Linked DNA regions of Mustela erminea: region 2 is linked to region 1. Evidence: chromatin contacts called from public Hi-C data. All regions are on one chromosome and are shown on one strand. The core of a region is the stretch at or near the end of the contact, and the rest is flanking DNA. Distances in the headings are between cores, read along the strand shown. Region 1 holds the start of LOC116587166. Region 2 holds the start of COMMD10 (COMM domain-containing protein 10).

What was found. Hi-C and Micro-C count contacts between places; a contact is called where the count stands out from the background.
Region 2: a Hi-C map of spleen shows a contact between it and region 1, with 5 times the contacts expected there. The contact joins the promoter of COMMD10 here to the promoter of LOC116587166 in region 1. A contact is called at or near these places in 2 of 3 Hi-C or Micro-C datasets (fibroblasts and spleen).

What each region holds. Positions count from the first base shown.
Region 1 is chr3:17,835,516-17,838,839 of mMusErm1.Pri, reverse strand. It overlaps LOC116587166, which reads left to right and starts at 1,326. Exons shown (of 4, transcript XM_032337902.1): 1 at 1,326-1,804. The coding sequence starts at 1,613.
Region 2 is chr3:18,300,081-18,303,421 of mMusErm1.Pri, reverse strand. It overlaps COMMD10 (COMM domain-containing protein 10), which reads right to left and starts at 1,417. Exons shown (of 7, transcript XM_032335406.1): 1 at 1,303-1,417. The coding sequence starts at 1,343.

The sequences.
Region 1 (3,324 bases), core at 77-2,576:
AAGAATAACTATTCCTTGAGTTTCGACCCAGATAAACCTCCAGCAGGCACCTACTGCCCACTTCTCTGTTCACTAGCCCATTCTCGCTCAAGCCTCACCAGTTGCCAGACCTCCACCAAGACCATAGTCCCTCTTCCCTCCCACCCACAAACCTCCCTGGGGTGGTTAGAAAGTAGCTATTTTTTAATTTCCTCGCTTTATCCAATTTTCTTTTCCTACGTGTTATTACATATCTTCAACAGAGTATGTCCTTTCTTGACCTTGCAGTGCGCCGTTCATTGCCTTGTAAAAGGAAAGCACAATCCATATCCGATACCTTATAGTCTCCTTGAGTGCTGCATACAAACATACTGTTCATGAGCTCAGGAACTGTCAAATAACTGAAAAATAAGTATTTTATTATTTTTTTAATATTTTATTTATTTATTTGACACAGAGAGAGATCACAAGTAGGCAGAGAAGCAGGCAGGAGAGAGGGAGGAAGCAGGCTCCCTGTTGAGCAGAGAGCCCAATGCAGGGGCTCCATACCAGGATCCTGAAATCATGACCTGAGCCGAAGGCAGAGGCTTTAACCCACTGAGCCACCCACCTCACCCTATTTACTTCTCATAAAGCCCTCTACCACCTTCTGCTGATCATCTTTGAGTGCGTGAGCCTCACCATGGTCATTTCTTTAAAAATGGCATAATCCCTAAGATGTGTTCATATGCACAAGAAAATGTATAATTTAAGAAATCAACACGTTTGTTACTATTACCTACAGTTTTTTTTTTTTTAAAGCTCTCCAGTACAAACCAGGCTATGACCATAGGCAAGTTACTCAACTTTTTGGATCCTCAATTTACTCATCACGAAAATAGGTGACATCATACCTGACTGCGCAGAAGGACTTGTGTAATACTCTTGGCACGGTGCCTGATAAGGAGCGCTCAAATGACGTTTATTTTTATTTAACAAAAGCTTATTGAGTGCTTAGAATACCAAAAAGTAAGGTACTCTCTGCAAGTACTGAAGCCCTGTAATAATGCTGTGGGTAAGGCAGTACTGTCTTCATTGTACAGATGTGAACGCTGAAGCAGAGCGGTCGACGTGGTACCTGCGGGCGGCACGCCCCACCTAGACACCGGCGGGACACACCCTTCTCTCTGGCCCCGCCCCGCCACGTTCAGGACGATGGCCCCGCCCCTCGCCTCCGGAGCCGGCGGCCCCGAAGCCGACGTCTCGCGAGCTTCCACGTACACACTCCAACGCCTCTCCGCCTCTGCGCGGGGAGAGCACATCCGGGTTGCTGGAGCAGGTGCCTCAGGCCCCGCCCCCTTTTTCCAGGCGCTCGCCCTACTTCCGGCCATCTCAGGCCTTTTCCGCCGGTGCCGTACCGGCCTTATCTCCGCTCTGTAGGTCGTTCCCGGCGCCAGGCCCCGGTCCCTGCGCACCGCTCGCCGGCACCCAGCGGCTCGCTCCTCCTCCCGAATCTCTCCGAGGCTCGGAGCGACTCTGCCGTGCGTCTTCGCGGGCCGCCCGGGCCGAGGCCTGCGCGCGCGGCGAGTCGGCGCCCACCTGACCCCGCGTCTCCCCGCAGCTCGGTTGAGGCCGCCGCCGCCGTCGCCTCGGGATGCCGGGGCCGGGGTCCGCGCAGCGCTGGGCGGCCGCCGCGGGCCGTTGGGGCTGCAGGCTGCTCGCGCTGCTGCTGCTGGTGCCGGGGCCCGGCGGCGCCTCCGAGATCACCTTCGAGCTGCCGGACAATGCCAAGCAGTGCTTCTACGAGGACATCACGCAGGGCACCAAGTGCACCCTCGAGTTCCAGGTACTCCGTGCTCTCGAAGTCCAGGGGCCTCAGCTCGCGGTTCCGGGGTCGGGGCTGCAGCCTGCTTGCTGCCTCCCTCCTGCCGTGGTTTTTCCGTTCTTTGGCCGAGTCAGGACTCACCCCTAGGTAGCCGGTGCGGGGCATTGGCCTTTCCTGTTCTCAACCTGGCGCGAGAGCCATTTTAGACCAGATAGGAAGATGCGTGGATTCCAGAAATGCTTGTAGCTGTGACTTGCCCTTCCATGCTCAGGTGGCCTGCCTTTCAACGCCCATCGAACTTCCCTCCTTGAAAGACTCTCCTTTCTTAAGAAAAAGTTCTTCCTGTTCTGTGGCGCTCAGTGTCCCGTCCCCTGCTCTCCCTGACCCGCACCTCCACTTTAATCAGATTTGAAGGACTGCCAGTATCTTTTTCCACTGATGTTACTAGGACTCTAGGTGAATTCTGCCCCCTGTCATGGGAAGAGCTCCGTGGGAGGCCTGGTGAGCACCTGCCAAAGGTGTAGAACGAAGAGGTGTGATCAGTGAGAGGCCCCTTTTTGTCTTGGGGATTTTATAGAAAACGGACTTTAATTCACAGAATGTACTTTATTAAGTTTGTTACAATAGTCCTTATTTCTATTTTCCTTGGTAGGCTGACTTAACATACAAGTAGCTGTTGAGTGGTAGGTGCTGGTGATTACAGAAGTGGTTCAAAAAGCTTGGGTCACTGCCATCATGCTTGATTCCCTACCCATCCTACTCTCCCCCCCCCACCCCCATCCTATGCTTTTCTTAGTAATTGCTCATTCATCAACACTCTGCTAAAAAAAAAAAAAAAGACTCTGCTTTAAGAGCAGAAAATAGGAGATTAAATGATCTATCTTTGGGAGCGAAGAGGGCTTCCTTTAGGAAGTGATTTTAAACTCAAGTCTAAAGGATTAGTTGTACATACTCTGGTATGTACCAAGAGTGACTGCGTCTTTGAGGACCACTGAGAGATCCAGTATGGTTAGGAATAAGGAGCCAGAGGAAGGGAGGTCAGGGGCCAGACCATGTGCCTTGCTGGCCTCGTTAAAGATTTTAGTTTTTCTTAAGAGTATGGGAGAGCTCTCAGGGTTTTAAGCAGGCAGTGCTGTGATCCAGGTGTTTGGGGTAGTTATATGGATATTTATTTACTTGTGCAGGTAGAGATATTAGAGTGTTGGAGAGTGGTTGTGGAAGACTGATGCGGAGAGTACTAGAGTGGGCCAGCCTTCTAGGATGGGAGCTGTGGGGAAGGAGGAAAGTGAAGGGATTGGAGAGAAGTTAGTAGGTGAAATCAAGAACTTGGTGGTGATTTGGCTTTTGTGAGTGAAGGGAGGGAGGCTAAGGATCACCCTTTGGTTTGTTTAACTTCATGGACCAGAGCCAGGGGACGGAAAAGAAGATAGCAAGGGTGGCATTATGGAATTGTGAGTGTGTTTCAGGTGTCAGCATCAGACACTGTGCTTGGTGCTGAGAATACTACCACTACTATTCCAGGCTAAAAAAAAAAATTAGAT
Region 2 (3,341 bases), core at 168-2,667, 460 kb before region 1:
AGTACACTTGTCTACAATTGCTGCTGTCTTGGAGTTTCCATTTCAACAACTCTGATTGCTATAAACAAGTCCAAATGATGGCCCGCAAAGGAGGCAGGACGATTCCAAAAAGATGCCTCCCAAAAGTACTTGTCCATTTGGGAAGTTTCTCTTTCTTTGGGGGCAAAGCCCGCAACTAGAGGAAGTCTGCACCTTGTGGGGGATGGCATTAATTCAGCAGTGAATATTTACTAACCCTAACCCACAGAGGAACTATGGAAAGAATGGAAGGAGGAAAGTGGGATTGACACCAAAATACAAAAAAAAAAAAAAAAATGCTGCATGGCAGGTAATGGAATAAATACATATAAGGCAAAGTCATTTGGGATAACGGTACACAGTTGTTTTAAAGCTGTGCCTCAACGGTAATAATCAACTTCAAATTATCATACAGGTTATGGCTTACTTGTGGTGGGTGTTACATGTGGTGGGTGTTAAACAGGACACTGAAGTGAGGGGAGGAACTGAGCGTCAGGACTCAAGGAATCCAGAAATAAAGAAGAACTCTGAAATGACAGTTCTCTTCTTCAAGAAGATCCCTGTCCAATTCAGGGACATGGAAAGTACTTTCCAACACCTCAGCACTTTTTCCCGCATCCGCACACTACCTGCCCTAGTATTTATTTTTCATGAAATGGGAGTCATTTCTATTTAAGTAACTGCATTTTAACAGAGAACTTTATATCACCACTTTGGGCCCCCGACCTTACCTACCATAAGTAGAAATGAACTAGAAATTAAAAAAAAAAAAAAAGAAGAAGAAAAAGAAAGAAATCCAAACCCATGTTACCAAACTCTGGCTTGATACTGTTACCATCCCCAAACTCCCAATCTGAGGACTATTCTCTCTTGATTGAAAAGGGACACTGACACCTGTTACGGATTCAAGACCGTCCAGCCCCACCGCGAGCGTTTCTCATACTCAGGCCTGAGAGCGAGCCGAAAACAGAAAAAGGGCATAGCTTTGCACGTGATTCAGCACTACTCCAGGCGGGCGTGGGCAGTTAAGACCCCACACTCTGGGAACGGTGACACACACCACACACTGCCCTACTGACCCCAGCTGCCAGGCACTGGAGCCCCACGGAGGTGAACCACCGAGAGGGTGAGACGCCCACAGACCCCGGCACTCCCGCGGGGCCGCACCGCGACTTCGCCAGCTCCGCGCCCACCCTCCACCGCCGGGCCCAGCCTCGGAGCCAAGGCGACAGCCAGCTGGAGCGTCCTGGCGGCGCCCGGTCCGTGCCACCCCTGGGCGGCTACCTGGGGCTCTCCGGCAGGATCAGCGCCGTGGCGGCCGCCATCCTTGAAGCTCCCTCGCCTGCCTCCGCCTGTCAGCTGCCTCCAGCCCAGCCAATGACCGCAGGCCTACGGAAGGCCGGAAGGCCCAAGCCGTGCCGCCTCCGCCTCCGCCTCTGGACGCTCGAGCGAATTCTGTGCGTGGTTCTTCCAGGGAAGAGGGACCCTCCTCATTGTCTTCCGCCGCTGTCCCTGTTCTGCCTCAAGCCTGTTCGCCTATGCACTTAGGTATATTTACCTATTTGCCTATTATCCATGCACAGCGGACCGTTGAACAACGAGCGGACGTTTCATTGCGCCCCTCCGCGGTGCGGTGCTGAGCTAGGTACTGCTTCGTAGGGGGACATTCAGCCCCGCAGAGAATGCCATTTAGAACCTCACAGTAGAGCAGGGATGCAACGTGGGTTCACAAATACGTTTGCCCGCCTCAGAGAAAAACACGAAGGGCCCTCCAGGGATTCAGGGATGGGAAGAGTGGCGAGCCCGGGGGATAGGTTCGGGAAAATTTCCTGTTACAGGTGGCTTGAGGTCTTGAAGGAAAGATTAGAGCATGTGCTCTGGAGCTTAGTGAGAAATGGGGAGTCATTAATATTTTTTCTTTTCTTTTCTTTTAAGATTTTATTTATTTATTGGACAGAGAGAGAGAGCACAAGCAGGGAGAGGGAGATGCAGGTTCTCGGCTGAGCAGGGAGCCCCATGCAGGGGCGGGGGGTGGGGCTCGATTCCAGAACCCTGGGATCATGACCTGAGCACCCTTAACCGACTGAGCCAATCTGGCGCCCCCATTAATGTTTTCAAGCAGAGAAATTTTTGTGATGAGAGCTGCCGTCCTTTTGTTGGTCTTCTTTTTGGTTTTTGTCTTTTGAAAATTACTGTCAGTGGAATGATGATTGGATTGGCAAGAGGTAAGCAGAAAGTCAAACAGGGAACTATTGCAATAATCTATGGAAAGCAGTAAAATCCCATGGTAGTAAAATAGCTTTGGAGAGTGAAAAAGTATAGCGAGTGAGTTAGTGTTACATTTCAGCTGTAGAATCTTTGGGAGCTGGCAAAAGATTGAATTTAATTTTCCTACCTAATTATGTTTTACTTAAATTATTATTTAAATTAGTTGGCATTCCTAGAGCAGCCCCCAAAACATCCTAACTGAAAGGAGAAGCCAGATTGCAAATTAAAAGTGAATAATCCCCACATGGATAATTGAGTCAATTATACAGTGTGTTGAACACATACAAATACATTTAATTCCACAACACTCCACACACTCCCCAATTTGTGCAGTGTCTGAAAAAGATGTATGCGAATCTACATAAATTATAGGTCTCTGATACAAACACAGATTACTATACCTGGCATAATTTTAGAAAGACCCCAGTTTCCCTCGACTTCTGAATAAGTTTCCTTTAGTCTTCATTCATTGCCTGAAGCAGGGCTACCACCCTTCTAAAACCATTTGGAATCACTAGTGAAATTTACCTCCTCAGTTCCTTCACAACCACAGCTGGGATTTTGAGGGAAATAGCATCAAGATGGTTGGAGCCCTGAATCCATGTAACTTGGAACAGAGCACTTTTCCTCCCTTAAACTTCTTATTCATGTCTTATAATGTCTGTGTTGGCTTCCCCGGGCTGTGGTAAGAATTAAACAGTGTCCCGTGTGTATGGGAGAAGCACTCTCCCCTCCTCATAACTCAAAGCACAGACTTCCAAGGTTTTGGGGAAAAAAAAAAAGTCTCCAGAATTTTTCTTGGTTTCATTGATGGGGGTTATCACTTTTTATTGGTACTTTTTGCTATAAAGGCTTGAGGCAGAGAATAATTTCACCCCTTAAGTGAGACCCTCAGCCAAAATATTTCTGTGGTCTCTGGCGTATATGCATACGGATCTATGAAGAAGTCTTTCGTAGTTGTCTACCTGTGACCACCTGCTAGAGACAGGATACGTACCTCCTCAAAACACGGTTCTATAGTACACTGTACCCCTAACCCTCAAACCTGTCAACCC